2 separate regions of the Mus musculus genome follow, and region 2 is linked to region 1. The links are chromatin contacts, called in public HiChIP or PLAC-seq maps. All regions are on one chromosome and are shown on one strand. Each heading gives the region's core, a stretch centred on a gene start, on an enhancer-like site or on the middle of the called end of the contact. The rest is flanking DNA. Distances are from core to core; before and after follow the strand shown.

Region 1 (2,700 bases), core at 59-2,558:
GGATATCCTGCAATTCACCACATAGACCTAGTTGACCTCTAACTCACTGATCCTCCTGCCTCTTCTCCAGAGTGCTGGGATTAAATGTTTGTGTCAATCCGACCAGCTTCCTGATACATTTTAAAAGATATAAGGAAGCAAAATTGAAGGAAAATTGGATTTATGTACGACTTGTCCAAAACAGAGAATGATGCCTAGTTTTTCTCCGCCATTTCTGTAACAGGTGTAAATTTTACAGAAGTGATGAAACAAAGGCCAGGAAATAAGGGTATGATAAAGTTGTCAGATCCCTGTGAAATCTTTCCCGGTAGGCAAAGTGCCCCGTCCTAACCCCCACCCCACCCCCACCACCGTCCCTTAACCCTCCTCACCAGGGGATCTGCACCCCACCTCCACCCTCAAACGCTTGGGAGTCCTGGGGAAATTTTAATTCTTTGGTCCATTGTTTGAATAGGTTGATAGCTAAGGGGAGGAGCTGGTGTCTCTCCCAGATTATCTCCTCCTGCTGGGTCCGTTACAAAAGCCTACAGTCGCTCGAATGCCACCGAACAATGACCGGGTAACCTCAGTGAGAGCATGCTGCAGGAGAATGTTCTAAGAGTAAATTTGCACTCTGATGATTGCAGTGGGGTGGCACGGAGACAGGAGACTGCAGGCATCAAAAATTAGTCATCTACCCGAACAGCTGGAATGGGTGAACGCTTTTGCACGCGTAGTATATGTAAAGCTGACTGAAATAAAAAGAAGCAGGCAGCGTGGGAAACGTGAGCGACCTGGTGTGCTGCACGACGAAGCCGAATGGCCTGCGGCAAAATAGATGGACAGGTGGGGAGACTGCCGGGCGCAGGTGGGGCATTCGCCCTCGCCCTCGAGGCAGACTCTGGCGTAACCTGCTGCTCCACAGAGATGCCTCGGATTCCTGACAACTGCACTTTCTCAGCCCCATCCGGTGGGCGCTGGCCGACCCCGCCCGGCAGAAGGGACGTGCGTATTGGCACGGCGCCCGGCAGCCCCCGCGGTCCCTGAGTCGCTTGGATCTGCCTCCCCAGCTCGCTGACTCATTCGCGCATCCTGCAGTGTTCCGCTCCTTCCCTTGGTCCTCACGTTCCCTTGACGTTTTTGGTTGACTTGTCGGGAGGAGGCGGGGGTGGGGGTATTAAAAAGAAAGAAACGGACTGGGAAAGGCGGAGGGTGAATTTAGAAGTAAAAGGTAGGGTGGGCTGCAGACCACCAGGAAGAAGGAAAGGGTGGGCCTGGGAAGGATCAGATGTGTGTGAGCATGCGCAGAGCGTTGGGTCACCCTGCACCATCCGCAGCGAACTGCGCCACTGTGGCACGATCGACGACCGACGGAAAAGAACAGCCCTGCACATTAGGGCTATACATTTTGTGCTACTTGCTATTTAGGCGTGCGTCGGGGTCGAAATAAGCAGAAGAAAGTAGAAATAAGGGCTTTCTGGTGCCTGCCTCGCCGTCCTAACATCCGCCGTACTCTACCTTTCTCTGTGCCCCAAACCAAGGAAGCACGTGAACGCTGCTTGCATGCATTTAACCCTTAATGACATTTTAGGACTTTGGATAGACATGTTCTTCATAACACCAGTCGCGGGACATAATCTGATGTGTTGTAAATTGGCATTAGAAAATCTAAGCATGTTATCCTTTAAACACATCTTGAGCTGGGATGTTTAACCTAAGTGCTTCAGTCTCTGACCCTCACTTCTCCAGCCTGAAAAGGGAATATTACCCATGAGAAAATGAGGAACTCCCTGCTGAGTCTGTTGGCCTTGGCCCATGCTCAACAGTTATCTCCCTACATTGGTCTTTGGTTGGGTCTATGCAGACTGTTTGCTACCTTTTAAGCGCGCGCGCGGGGGGAAGGAGGTGTTCACAAAAAATGACTAAGGTGGGTGTAAAGAAAACCTAAGGACAATTCATCAACTAATCTTCAGCCACCTCTCCTCCAGTCCCAGTTTTTCCCTCACTAATGACATGGATGACAGCAGTATACTCAAAGTGACTTCCTCTCAGTGCTTACTCTCCAGTAAAATCTAAAGCTGCCTGCAGGCCCCGGGGGAACCTGGAAAACCAGCCTCTAGGCCCAGTGCCCTTAAGTAGGGCACTCTCACGGTGGCACTCCCGTGGATTCCTGTTACATGAAATGAAAGATATTGAGAGAGAGACTGAGACTGAGAAAGACTTTCCTGTTGAGTACGGTCGGTTGTCAGTCTTGGCTGGACCATTTTTTCATTCACAGGAAGTCCTCAGAGTTTCCCCGCTCAGAGGCATGTTCTTTGTCTCCAGCCTCTGCTACCACAGACAGTGCCTCCTTCCTTCTTCTGATCCCAGCCAATGACTGTGATCTCACAGCTTTAAGGTCCCATTTCATTTGCCTCATCTACAGTAAAACTCGGGAGTTGGTAACTTTTACTGCAAAGGGTCAGATTATGTAAGTGTTTTAGGGTTTGTGGACCACAGTGTCCCAAGAGCCTTGTTGCCTCACTGGCCTCTCTCTGTGGCCTCTCCATCTCCTCTGACCTGAGAGGCTCTCCAAACAGCCTGGGAATAGGGCCCTCACTGAGTACCAGGGGGGTGGCTCCTTTCCTGGAACTCGGTATCAGCTGTTTATCTGCAGCCTCCAGATCCCTAGCCTTGGAAGATGCTTCCTGTGGGAGTGGGAGGGGTCTAGAGAGGGTAATA
Region 2 (2,700 bases), core at 57-2,556, 490 kb before region 1:
GATTCTGTTCTAGAAGGGGAAAAAATGCAGATGTTGCCAAAAAAAAAAAAAAGACAGAAATGTGATGTTTGATTTGTCAACATAACTAGATATTAAAAGTTCATAAACTACAGCTTCATAGATTAGCATAGATAAAATATGTTCCTTCAAGAAAGATTTGTTTTGTAGAGAGAAGACAAAAGTATTTCTAAGAAATATCTCTATCTCTCCTTCACTTTCCATGAAATTAGGGTGCTTGAATAGAACAGAAGGGAAACAGTTATCCTTAACTCTCACCCCTCAAGTCACAAAGCAGCTTTAAGCTATATACTGGTGTAGACAGAGATGATTACGAAACACCACAACTGGTAAAAATGCAAAGGACTGATGTGATGTGCCCATACCCAATAAATATATCTACAAGATGACTCCTGCACTTAAGGCTCAGGGAACATCACAGTACTGGAAAACCTATAAGAGCTGGTAGACCAGACAACCTGCTGTGAGATCATCCTAGAATTACAGAGAAGTTGTGTCCACGGACCTCAATAATACAGCTTCCTAAACAGGATAGGAACAGTGACAACACCAATGGACATCCTATCAAGTAGGTGCTAGTCTCCAGCACCCACTCCTAGACAAAGAGCTAATGGCAAATAAACAACTGCTGTGATAATTAATTTCTCCCAGGGATGAGCCCTCAAATTGATTATCCAATTCCAAGTGATCATTTCTGAAATCACATACCTACAAACAACACCACACAGACTCCACAAGCTGTACTTGTATGTATATACATAATGTATTATGTATATATGCAAAGATATGTAATATATGTGTGTGTATATATATATGCATATATATATGTAACATGGCTATATGTATATGATATATACATATATACTAGCTGATAATGGCCAAAAAAAAAAAAAGAAGCCATGAATTTGAGAGAGGGAGAATACACGGAATGTGTGGAAAGAAGAGAAATGGAGGGGAGAAAATAACTAGTTATATTTAATTTTAAAATTAAATACATGTATTTAAATAAAACCATGAAAAACTTCTAATGATTCTTAGATTCACACTGTGAGTTTCTTACTTGCCCAGGGACCACTATAAGAGGCAGTTTTGTTGGTAAATTCCAGAGTGCTGTCTGAAGACATTCAGTGTGAAACAGTTTAGATCTCCAAGTGGAGCAGTAGGATTACATATGAGGGCTTCAGAACAGAACTCAAGATGAACAGGAAGTCAGAAACAACAGGAAGCTTGACTGCTCATGGCAAGATGGTACTTTTTCAGCAAGATTGCACTTTAGGGCAGATTATGAAACACATTGTTAATTTTCCAGTATGACTTTGATGAGTCACCAGCAAAGAGGAAGGTGTCTAGAGAGATAGTGAGACATAAAGAACATAGGTCAATGGTTCTCAACTCCTTGGACAAAATCCTCTCAGAACTCAGCTCAGCTCTGTTATCCCACACTCCTTATGTGTTTGAAGGCAAAAGTCTGCCATCATGGTGCTGACCCCATTCAATGCCAACTTTCCCCAATGCCTCTCTCTATGTCTGTTCTCTGTATGTAAACACTGGAAAGAGAACTTTGCTATATCAGAGTTTGCTTGTGTTTGTTTATGGTATTTTTGTTTGTTTACATATGTTTTAATACCCATCACATTAAAATGTGAGCCACAGTCAAAGATCTATAAGGTGGATCTGTTTTTGACAGTACCAGAAAAATTAGCAATTTAATTATATAATCTACACAGACACTGCTCTCTCTATTCCCCCCCTATTGCCTTCTCTTCTAACCAACCCTATGTTCCCCCCTTCCCCCCAAGTATTCTATTTGTGTTTTCACCCCTTTTGAAAAGTTCAGCTTCTGTATATGAGAAAAAGCATGGAATATTTATCTATCTGCAAATACCCTAAATTTATTCTTAGTAACTGATGAAATCTAACAGTCATTTTGATTTGCATTTCCGTGGTGGATAAAGAATATATAAGTTCTTCTCAGACATGAGAGACTTCTCTGTTGAGAATTCTCTGTTTAGTTCTATACCCTATGTTTTTTATTGAATTATTTGGTTTGTTGGTGCGAGTTTTTTCTTTTTAATTATTTTATTAATTTACACTCCAAATGTTGCTCCCCTTCCTGGTCCCCCCTCCACAAGATCTTCACCCCATTCCCTCTCCCCTTTGCTTCTTAGAGGGTGCTCCCCTACCCACCCATCCACTCCTACTTCATCCCACTAGCATTCCCCTTCCTTGAGGCATTAAGTTGCTACAGGACTAAGCACATCCTTTCCTGCTGAGGCCAGACAAGACAGTCTTCTGCTACATATATAGTGGGGGCCATGGACCAGCCCATATATGCTTGTTGGTTGGTAGCTTAGTCTCTGAGAGCTCTGAGGGATCTGGTTGGTTGATATTGTTGTTCTTCCTATGGGGTTGCAATCCCCTTCAACTCCTTAAGTCCTTCTCCTAACTCTTTCATAGGGGTCCCCAATCTCAGTCCAATGGGTGGCTATAAGTATCTGCTTCTGTAGTAGTCAGCTGCTGGTAGAGCCTCTCAGAGGACAGCCATACTAGGCTCCTTTCTATACGCATATCTTGGCATCAACAATAGTCACAGTAATCCATTGGACTGAGCATAGGGTCCCCAATGATGGAGCTAGAGAAAGGACCTAAGGAGCTGAATGGGTTAGCAGCCACATAGAAGGA

What was found. HiChIP or PLAC-seq counts read pairs in DNA pulled down with a chosen protein or histone mark.
Region 2: an H3K27ac HiChIP or PLAC-seq map of acute myeloid leukemia shows a contact between it and region 1, with 5 times the contacts expected there. The contact joins two enhancer-like sites. A contact is called at or near these places in 1 of 39 promoter capture datasets (neutrophils), 1 of 484 Hi-C or Micro-C datasets (LSK cells) and 3 of 115 datasets of contacts at active chromatin or transcription factors (acute myeloid leukemia, bone marrow-derived dendritic cells and bone marrow-derived macrophages).

The regions. Positions count from the first base shown.
Region 1 is chr6:122,763,114-122,765,813 of GRCm38.p6, reverse strand. It overlaps a transcript of Slc2a3 not described here. Among named protein-coding and RNA genes, the nearest start is that of Slc2a3, 22 kb to the right of the region's middle. RefSeq lists an enhancer at 1-1,785. Within about 2 kb of position 1,308, at least 236 of the 459 cell types and tissues checked have an H3K27ac peak or open chromatin away from gene starts, as enhancers often do. A contact at or near this core is called in acute myeloid leukemia, bone marrow-derived macrophages and neutrophils, where this site is marked.
Region 2 is chr6:123,251,572-123,254,271 of GRCm38.p6, reverse strand. No RefSeq gene overlaps it. Among named protein-coding and RNA genes, the nearest start is that of Clec4d, 9.2 kb to the left of the region's middle. Within about 2 kb of position 1,306, at least 56 of the 459 cell types and tissues checked have an H3K27ac peak or open chromatin away from gene starts, as enhancers often do. A contact at or near this core is called in acute myeloid leukemia, bone marrow-derived macrophages and neutrophils, where this site is marked.